2 separate regions of the Mus musculus genome follow, and region 1 is linked to region 2. Evidence: chromatin contacts called from public HiChIP or PLAC-seq data. All regions are on one chromosome and are shown on one strand. Each heading gives the region's core, a stretch centred on a gene start, on an enhancer-like site or on the middle of the called end of the contact. The rest is flanking DNA. Distances are from core to core; before and after follow the strand shown. Region 1 has its middle 29 kb from the start of Mir146. Region 2 overlaps Atp10b (ATPase, class V, type 10B).

Region 1 (5,115 bases), core at 1,175-3,674, 170 kb after region 2:
GTCTTTCCATCCTCTGTTCCTGTGGCTGTCCTGCTCTTGCTAGATGCGGCCCCAGTGCTTTCTTTGTGGTAGATTGTTTTGCCTTTCATTACTGTCTGCTGTTAAACAATGAGATCTTCATTCCTCCAACTTTTATTCCCCCCCCCCCTCCGCCCCCAGAAAAGTTCAAACCATGACCAGCAAGCTGAGCTCTGACCTCTAAGTTGCCATCACAGAGCAGCCAAGGAACAAAGAGAGAGTCAATCCCACAAAGAAAGACAGCCATCACTGTGAACCTTCTTCCCACCTCCTCTGTAAAATGCCCTTTGAAATGTTTATACGTACACCTCTGCTGAAATGCTGCAGCTCCAGACTCACAGATTGTTGGTGTAGAGCAGTCCCCGGGAGCGTCAGCCCCATCCACTGGTTAGCTTGAAGAGCCAGAAGACGTTTATTTGCTCCATCCGACTCATCTGAGTTGTAAAAGCTAATTCATCTCTCACAAGCCATTTCCAAGAAAACGGGTGAAGTCCTTACATTGAAAAGAGCAAACTACAGGAGGGTGTGGAGAGAGGAGATATCAAATAAGACTAAAGTATAAGAGTGTGTGTGTGTGTGTGTGTGTGTGTGTGTGTGTGTGAGAGAGAGAGAGACAGACAGACAGACAGACAGACAGACAGAGACAGAGAGAGACAGAGTAAGGGCATAAGAATGTTGGAATCTCACTATCCTCTACTATCAGAGTCACCTAGAGGCGAACACCAGATTGGGAGCACTAGAGAAAGGGCGAATAAAGAATTCAACTCACTTTTTGAGGACGGTATTTTTGGTTAATTGGGAGCTATAGTGAGTTCAAGAAAAAGAATTAGGGGTTGCAGTTGATCTGTTAGTCCAAGCAAGACACGGTAGTAGTTTCAGAAGGAGTCAGAGTCATAAAAGGGAAAGGTGGGCAGGTTAAAAATATGTCTGAGTCAAGTAATCAACGCAAGGCTAAGCACAGCATTGCAAGCGGGGAAGAGATACGAGATTTCGACAAAGTCTCTGACTTATTTAACTGCATTGTGGTTGCTGTTCAATGAGGTAAGAAACATCAGAAAGCACAGATGGGTGATTGCAGGCTCACTCTCAAAATGCTGATTTCAAGACATCCAAATGGTGAAGTCAGGTATTCCATTTGCAGCTGGTAGGAAACAGACGTGACTTTTGTATTTAAATGTGATGCATGGAAACAGAGGGGAAAGTTGGGCCTGACTAAAGGCACACTCCTTTTAATGGAAGCACTTGTGAAGCAGAGGCAGAAAGATATTGGTCAGGTCAAGGTCAGCCTGGTTTACATACTGAGTTTCCCCAGGCTAGTTAGGTAACACACAGTGAGCTCTTGTCTCGGGTAAGAAAAAGGGGGGAGGAGGAGGAGGAGGAGGAGGAGGAGGAGGAGGAGGAGGAGGAGGAGGAGGAGGAGGAGGAGGAGAGGAGGGGAGAAAAAGGAGGAGGAGAGGGAGGAAGAGGAGGAGGAGGAGTGGAAAGAAGTGCTTGGCTTAGCTAGGGTTATATCGTTAGGAGAGAGAATACAATGTGAGAGGAAACAAGGTCCTGGGACCACATGTAGTGGCCAAGAAGGTGAACCTCTAGAGAAACATGAGGGAAATCCAGGCACAGAAAAATTGCAGAATGGCATCAACCCCAGAGCCTTTTCCAAACATTAATTCCTCCCTTGGTCCTGTTTCTTGAGCATTTGCACACAAGGTTTGAAATAGACCACCAATTTCTGGAAGAAAAAAAAAAAATCTGTTTTCCTTCAGGCCTTGGCTATTTCAGCATGACAGCTTTTGGCCTTGACTAAGCCTGTAGCCCCTGGAGATCCCAAGCTGCCCTCTGTGTTAAGAATCCTCGCAGCCAGAAGGCCATATGCAGCCCCAGACCTTACCATGGGTCACTATAAAGACATAGCCCTGGGCTTCGCAGTCTCTAAGACAACCAGAGACCTGGGTTCCTCTGCCCACCGTGCCTCCATTTCCTATGGTCCTGTAAGGAAGGCAGAGCCATATAGATAATACAAGCCTCAGTGTGCCAGCTACTCTCTGCCCTTGATTCTATGTCCCTGCACTTGGCTGCATGCAGCCAGCTCACCAGACTATTACATCTGCTCCCAGTATTGATGCGACATGCAGCAATTTGCTTTGAAAATCAACGTCTGAGGATTGGAGGGTTTGTCTGAAGTGCAGACCCGGCGCTCTGCTGAAAGGGTACAGCTGACTCACAACGCTTTCGTTTGTTTGGTTTACCCAGTCAGACGCACGCACCCCACCGGCCCTGCCCAGCATGCATGATCTGTGAGTCTCCTCTGGAGTTTGATTTGGGAGGATAATAAGCTACACAAAGGAGCAGATAACCAGAGGGGCTTACTTGCTGTCTGAAGGGTTTATATTTAGCTTGTGACTGGGCAGCTGTCAGGATGTGGCAATCACCCTTGGGAAACATAGTCCTGGGGGAACACAAAGGCGGGGCAGGACTAGGACAGGAAGAGGATATGGAGGGTTTAAACTGTTTAGGGACACAGGAAAGAGGACCAGACCAAATGTACCATATAAGCTATTATCTGGGGACAGTATTTTGGATACTTGAAGCACAGAATACAGACACAGCGAACACAAAATAGTGAACAAGAGGCATTTTCCCCAATGTTCTGTAAATGGCCCGCACAGAGAAATTCGAGGTCCCTTTGTCTTTCCTTCCCAGCTACACTCTATGATGAGCAGCCAGCAGAGCAGGTGGCTCCAAAAGCCTGTGTTCGCATGCAGATCTCATATGAGCTCAGAAGCCATCTCCCCTTGCTAAACAATGGAAATGCTGGAAAAGATAATCTGAAAGACATCAAAATTCTTCCCCAGCAAAGACAAGGAGAGTAACCTGAAGGGCACAGGTGGGGTCAACAGGAACCTGCCCATTATAGATGCCTGGGTCAGTTATCACAGGATGCTCTGCACTTGTTAAAGGTTCAGGGCTGATGCCATCCAAAACAAACAAACAAACAAAAACAGTGGTCAATGTTTTTTATTTAATTTAATTACATTTCTCCCCTCCCTTTCCTACCTCCAAGCCCTCCCCACTCTCCCTCAAATCTATGTCCTCTTTTTCACTAATTGTCATTACATGTATTAGATAGATAGATAGATAGATAGATAGATAGATAGATAGATAGATAGATAGATAGATTGATAGATAGATAGATAGATAGATAGATAGATAGATAGATAGATAGATAGATAGATAGATAGAACGTATTCAGGAATGCAACCTGTTTAGCTAGTCTGATTAATTGTATGTGTGTTTACAGGGCTGGCAGTGTGGCACTTGGCAACCATCTGGTATGCTCTTCCCTGGGGAGGTCCACCCCATCCCACTCTCTGCTTTATTCAGGTGCCTAGAGCTCTTTATGTGGGGCTGAGACTTCATGGGCTTTCCCCTATCCAATCTGTCATGTCCACTGGTGCCATCCTTGTTCAGCTCACACTTGGACAGTCTTAGTGGTGAGACTTCATGAGTACAGCTTCTGATATTACTAGGAGACACAATCTTAGATCAAAGTCCCTGATCCCCTGGCTCTTGCAATCTTTCTGCCCCCTCTTCACAATGCTCTCTCAGCCTTACACGTGGGAGGATTTTGTAGATGTATCCACAGGGACTGGAGTCCACAAACCTGCACTTTGATTGGCTGAGGGTTTTTTGTAGTGGTCTCCATATGTTCCAAACAGCACTTTCCTTGATGTAAAGACTACAGTTACCTGTAGGTATAAGAACAAATGTTTTTCGATTTTTAGGGAGTGTGCTGGTTTAGTAAATTAATGGTTCTAGACTCTTCTCCAGTTAACCAAGACTCTAACCAGCACTGAGTCTTTAGCTAGATTAGGCTAGCTAGTAGTTAGCTGTATTAGACATGAATTCCTTCTTGTTGAGCCTTGGACTTGTCTTAAATCCAACTGGAGACCTGATGGTTACTGCCAAGGCATGTGTGCCACTACTGCCCCCTTAGGGTTACCACGCCATGCTGGTTGTTGATGCGGCTCATTCGTGTTATAGTTAGATGGGACTGTTGCTCGCTTCCCTCCTTCGGAAACTTGCATGGTGCCTTCTGGTTCCGTGAAAGCTAGTGTTCAGGCCGGGCCGCTCAGGTCAGCTCCAGCTCAGAGGCCTCCGGGGCCTGTTTCTGAAATGCATCATGTCTTCAACAATAAGGATTTACTTTGATGGAAGTAATTTTTAAAGAGAGAAATGGTGCTACTCTCTGTTAGTCTTTAGTTACAATGTCCTGCTAAGTGAAATGGCAATGGGGCAGAAAGTGGCCGCTTACCGTCAACCAGGCAGCTGAGAAACGTGAAGAATGGTCACTCAGAGCTAGACAGCAGCAAGCACAGGCAAGGCAAGGACTCATCTCCCTTGTGCCAACCCCTCCCCTCTGCATTCCGGGACAGTGAGCCTGAGACACTGAGGCTGCCAGAGGAGAGAGAGAGAGAGAGAGAGAGAGAGAGAGAGAGAGAGAGAGAGAGAGAAAGTTTTACTTAAGCTTGGGTGTTTTGTTTGTTTGAGTTTTGTTTTGTCTGGTTAGTTGGTTGATTGGTTGGCTGTTTCTCTTGGTTTTTTTGTTTGTTTGTTTCTTTCTTTCTTTCTTTCTTTCTTTCTTTCTTTCTTTCTTTCTTCCTTTCTTTCTTTGAGACATGGCCTTACTCCATAGCACCCTGGCTGTCCTGAAACTCACTATGCAGAATAAGCTGATCTCAAACCCACAGAGATCTGCCTGCCTCTCCCTCCTGAATGCTGGGATTAAAAGCTTTACATAAGTTAGTTTTGTTTTTGCTTTTTTTCGCATCACTTGCTTTTTGTTTTGATCTTTTTAACTTCATGGTGTTTCATGGATGAGACTATAGAAAGAGAGCCAAGCCACCATCTTGCCCCGATGTGGGATAGCCAGAAGTGCAGATAGTCTCATAGGTCCGTGGGTTCCTAAACTCTTTGGAGTATCTTTTAAGAATAAAAAAAAGTCAAAGTTTTGAGCAAAAGCTCTACCACATGGCATTGTATGGAAATAGTCTTGCCTGGCCATAAATACGATCTATGACAAGGCAAAAAAAAAAAAAAAAA
Region 2 (5,096 bases), core at 1,845-4,344:
TTGCCAGGCACTGGCATAGCCTCACACAAGACAGCTATATCAGAGTCCTTTCAGCAAAATCTTGCTGGCATATGTAATAGTGTCTGCATTTGGTGGCTGGTTATGGGATGGATCCCGGGTGGGATAGGACACATGCTCCACTATGTTCATAGCAGCCTTAATTATAATAGCCAGAACCTGGAAAGAACCCAGATGTCCCTCAACAGAAGAATGGATACAGAAAATGTGGTACATTTACACAATGGAGTACTACTCAGCTATTAAAAACAATGAATTTATGAAATTCTTGGGCAAATGGATGTATCTAGAGGATATCATCCTAAGTGAGGTAACCCAATTACAAAAGAAGTCACTTCATATGTACTCAATGATAAGTGGATATTAGCCCAGAAACTTAGAATAACCAAGATACAATTTGCAAAACACAAGAAAATCAAGAAGAAGGAAGACCAACGTGTGGATACTTCATTCCTCCTAAGAATAGGGAACAAAATACCCATGGAAGGAGTTACAGACACAAAGTTTCTTAATGATCAGTATCTTCACTTTTACTGCCTCTCTGCTCCCAGTAATTGAGAACAGTCCTTTCTCTATCTCAGGTCTTTGTACCTTTGCTTTCTTATGTGATAATTAGCCATGCAGTATAATACCACAGTTAACATCTCCTTAAAGTATTCTTCCACCCAGGAAAGAAAGGTGCAGATCAACACCTGGTCAACACTTGGGAATCGCTTAAAATTCTAAATAATCAAAGGAATAGACCTTTTACGAGTGGGACTTTATAAACCATGACCAAAAATAACTTAGGGGAGGAAGAATTTTATTTGGCTTACAAGTCCAGGATACAGGGTATTACTGCCAGAACATCAAGGCCAAGAGCAGAGAGAAAATTAATTCCTAGATGCATACTTGCTTGATCACTCACTCTCTAGTTTATACTCAGTCTGCCTCCTCTACTCTTATACCACTGAGGACCCCCCATCAACCCTTGAAGAATGCCATCCACATTGGACTGGACCAACCTGGTCTACCCATTTCCTTAATGGAGACACTTCCCTGGTGGTTTTTAGACTGCAGCAAGTTGGCATCTAAAGTAAGGCACGGCACTGGGGAGTCTTACTGAGACGTCTGTTTTTCTTGCACCCTAGAAAAGAACAACGCTACATGCTGAAGCGCTGGCAGGATGTGCGTGTGGGAGACTTTGTCCAGATGCAGTGCAATGAGATTGTCCCAGCAGACATTCTCCTTCTCTTCTCCTCAGACCCCAGTGGGGTCTGCCATCTGGAAACTGCCAACTTGGATGGAGAGACCAACCTCAAGCAGAGGCGTGTCGTGAAGGGCTTCTCACAGCCGGTAAGTGCTTCTATGTATCCTTCCATTGGGAGATCAGAGGCAAGAAGCAAGTGTGTCTCTTGGAATGCTGGACCTACACTGGCAGGAAGAAAGAGAAGCAGATGCCTCTTTAGAAATTCAGCCCTCCCAGCAACCTTCTGGGTAGCTATCATGCCCATATCACAGATGAAGAAACTGAGACTAAAAAAAAAAAATGTCTGTATTCTGCTGAAGGACTGAGTTCATAAGTGATGACTAACTGTACTCCAGGAAAACCTACTTTGTATTGAAAACTAAGTCCTACAACTGCTTGGCTAAGAATGCAACCAACCTCTGTTCTCAGCCAACCCTGCCCAGATCAGATCTGAGCACATATCTTCCTTTGGGTCTTCCGTAACTACAGCAAAGTAGTAGTTGTTATTCCCCATTCTTCCTGGTGTGTGTGTGTGTGTGTGTGTGTGTGTGTGTGTGTGTGTGTTCCAATATGAATATATACAAATGCCTGTTTGCATAAGCATTTGATATCATGTGTCCTCAGAAACCTTCCACCTATTTACTGAAACAGGGTCTCATGTATGTGGAGCTTAATGTATAGGCTATGCTGGCTAGCTTACTGTATAGGCTATGCTGGCTAGCTTACTGTATAGACTATGCTGGCTAGCTTACTGTATAGGCTATGCTGGCTAGCTTACTGTATAGGCTATGCTGGCTAGCTTACTGTATAGGCTATGCTGGCTAGCTTACTGTATAGGCTATGCTGGCTAGCTTACTGTATAGGCTATGCTGGCTAGCTTACTGTATAGGCTATGCTGGCTAGCTTACTGTATAGGCTATGCTGGCTAGCTTACTGTATAGGCTATGCTGGCTAGCTTACTGTATAGGCTATGCTGGCTAGCTGGAGAGCTCCAGGGACCCACCTGACTCCAGCTCTCCAGCACTGGGATTACAAGCACATACCATGTTGAACTTTTTAAAGATGGTTCTGAGAATCAAACAACTCCTCATGCTTTCACGTCAAGCACTTAGCCAACTGAGCTGTGTCCCAGTTCCCACTTTTCCCTTTTGGGAACCTACCTCATTGACAGCCCTAAGCCTCTCCTAGGTCAGCCATTGTTGATAGCTTTGTTAATTCCTCACACTTAACCAGCAGTGTGGGATGGTAGAGGAAACACAGAGAGTTTGGTGGTGACCAGTTCTGAAACTAGGTTTTGACAAAACTGGACTTAACTACTACGTTCTGACATGGATAAGCTGCGTTTTACAGAAGTTATCACTCTCCCATACTTTAGCTCCTTTATCATGAAAAAAAGGCAAAATAATACCTTTCCCTTGGAGTAACTCTAAAGACGAAATGGTATAGACCTGATTGCTTAGCAGGGACAGAACACTGAGAGAGACTAGTAAGTAGGGTGCTATTAATATCAATGATTTTCATAAGCAGTTTGTGTTGGCTAATTGGGTGTGATATTCTGGTTTTCAATTACAATTCTCTTTATATAGCTTGATTTCCAACCTCTCTCTAAAGAAAGGTTTCTGTCCTTTTTTTCTTTTTTTAAATTCTGCCAGCTTTAGGCTATGGAGGAATTAAATGAGTCAGGGGACTTGAGAGAAAGGAAGCAAATGCTTTACTCCCCCGAGGGTCTCATGAGCTGTGGTTCTGTGGTCTGTATCACTTCTCAAAATGAAACAGTATACTCTGACTCAGCCTGCCTCCTCCACAGTACCTGATGGGCGTGTCTCAAATGCTTCCTATGTGATTGACAGCCGTCATAAGTCTGCTCCTTCCTCTCCACTTGTGGGCAGGAAGGTTTACAGAAACCCCATAGCTTTGTGTGAGAATGAATGGAAATAAGGAAATAGGAGCAAAATAAGAGCTTGGTGCCTGCTGCAGACACAATAAGTGGTCTCTGTGGCCATCAGAACAGGAACACGCCTTCACCACACCATCACAGCATCACTCACTGAGCTCTTGGTCTCCAAGCCCCACTGATCTGGCTGGGCCTCGGAGTGTTCTGTTCCTTGGCTTGTCCCTCCCCCATTCACTGAGTCACTTTACTGTCTATAAAGAGGAAGACAAAAGTCTGGTGTACGGTCACAAAGTCCTTCAAGGCAGGCAGGAGTAATCTAGATCTGGACTTGGGGCCCTGGAACCTACTTCCTTGCTGAGAAACCTTTTTAACTGATACTTACAGTAAAGTTTACACATTCTACACACCCACTACATGCACACAGGTGAATCTGACACCTTAGCCTGAAGTCAGGTGAGGATCTCTTAGACTTGGTTTTATTTCTATTCCTTTTCATTTAAGTCCTGGAAATGATAAAGCTCTGTTTGCATAGCCATCTCCGTTTTAACCCCTCTGACTTCATTCTCACTTAGTTTTGAATCTTATTTCCTCTCTCGTTTCAAAGCTATTGCATTTCAGCCACTGACTTTTCTTCTTCCTTTTGCCGAAGCTCCAGACTGTTTCTTGTCTATCAATCAGATTCTTTGGGGTTTAACTAAAGGGAAGTTAGGTGAAAGACTCCTCATACTCCAGCACCATGACAATTCAATTCAATAAACATTTCAAATTCTCACTCCGAATTCTCGCGGGGTACTTGGCATTTCTTAAAAATGTACATCCATTTGTGAAAAGGAGGCTTACTGAGTGGGCTTCTAGAGCTCTTTGTCCTTATCCTGATTTTCCTCTGCTCAAGAGTGTCTATGATTCACTAATAACAATAATTAGCTTGAGTCCATGCTAAGAGCTTTGTATGATTGACTTATCCACAACAGCCCAACAGATGGACAGCATTACCATTCTCATCTTACAAATGTGTAACCTAGGCCATAGAGAAGTCATGTCTCTCACCCACAGTCACTGAGGCTGTAGAGTTGGAGCCAGAATTCAAAACCACGTCTGTTCTTCAAGTCTATGGTAGCTCACATGCCTGGCCCTTTAAGCTGTTACCTTGCATTTACAGCGAGGTGCATAGGAAAGGCACTTATTTATCATTTACAGAGTCTTTCCAGAATTAAGTAGCAGGTTGCTGGAAGAACAAAGCAGCAGGATTAAAGGATTGAATCCCAGCCCACTCTCTGGACAGAGGGTGTCTTGGCTGCTCCCGGCTCCCTGTTTCTTCCTATTATCTTTAATGCCTAAGGTTTCAGGATATGCACAGAATTCACTATTAGCTAATGCGGTACCACAGAGTTTCCCCCAGTGTATTGAACAAAGATATAGATGAGAGTTGCAAGGGAGGAGAACACTGCGCAGAAAAATAAGACCAAAGATAATAGTAAACATGTTTTAAATTCTGTATCCTGTAGGACTTCTCTGATCCTTTAATAAGCCCTAAGGAGACGAAGGAATGTGTAGCTTCCTAAATATTTCAGCACAGAAATCTTTTATTCCAAGGAACAGATCCCATAACTGACATTTTGGAAGGATGGGATCACTACTTAAAGACTTGCTGCAGATACACAGTGAGCACTCAGAATGCACCATCACTGTCCCTCGGGAGCTTTCCCAAACACCCCTACCCTTTCCCATGCCACAGTGCAACAATGCCCTAAGTAGGAATACCTTGAAAATGTTCCCCCACATATTCTTGACATAAACTCACTGACAACGTCTTGAAAACTGAAACAACGGAAAGGTACCATTCTGGTGGAAAAAACAAACAAACTCATCATAATAAGAACAAGCAGTAAATTGCCATCCCTCCAGGTTCCTTTTACTACATGGCCACCCTTCTGAACACATCATCTTTTGGGTCCA

What was found. HiChIP or PLAC-seq counts read pairs in DNA pulled down with a chosen protein or histone mark.
Region 1: a contact with region 2 is called in a RAD21 HiChIP or PLAC-seq map of pro-B cells, with 8 times the contacts expected there. The contact joins two enhancer-like sites. A contact is called at or near these places in 1 of 15 datasets of contacts at CTCF or cohesin (pro-B cells), 1 of 484 Hi-C or Micro-C datasets (B cells) and 2 of 115 datasets of contacts at active chromatin or transcription factors (large pre-B cells and pancreatic cancer cells).

What each region holds. Positions count from the first base shown.
Region 1 is chr11:43,342,632-43,347,746 of GRCm38.p6, forward strand. No RefSeq gene overlaps it. Among named protein-coding and RNA genes, the nearest start is that of Mir146, 29 kb to the right of the region's middle. Within about 2 kb of position 2,425, at least 45 of the 459 cell types and tissues checked have an H3K27ac peak or open chromatin away from gene starts, as enhancers often do. A contact at or near this core is called in pancreatic cancer cells and pro-B cells, where this site is marked.
Region 2 is chr11:43,171,562-43,176,657 of GRCm38.p6, forward strand. Atp10b (ATPase, class V, type 10B) reads left to right here. Exons shown (of 23, transcript NM_176999.3): 4 at 1,149-1,353. Among named protein-coding and RNA genes, the nearest start is that of Atp10b, 24 kb to the left of the region's middle. Within about 2 kb of position 3,095, at least 37 of the 459 cell types and tissues checked have an H3K27ac peak or open chromatin away from gene starts, as enhancers often do. A contact at or near this core is called in pancreatic cancer cells and pro-B cells, where this site is marked.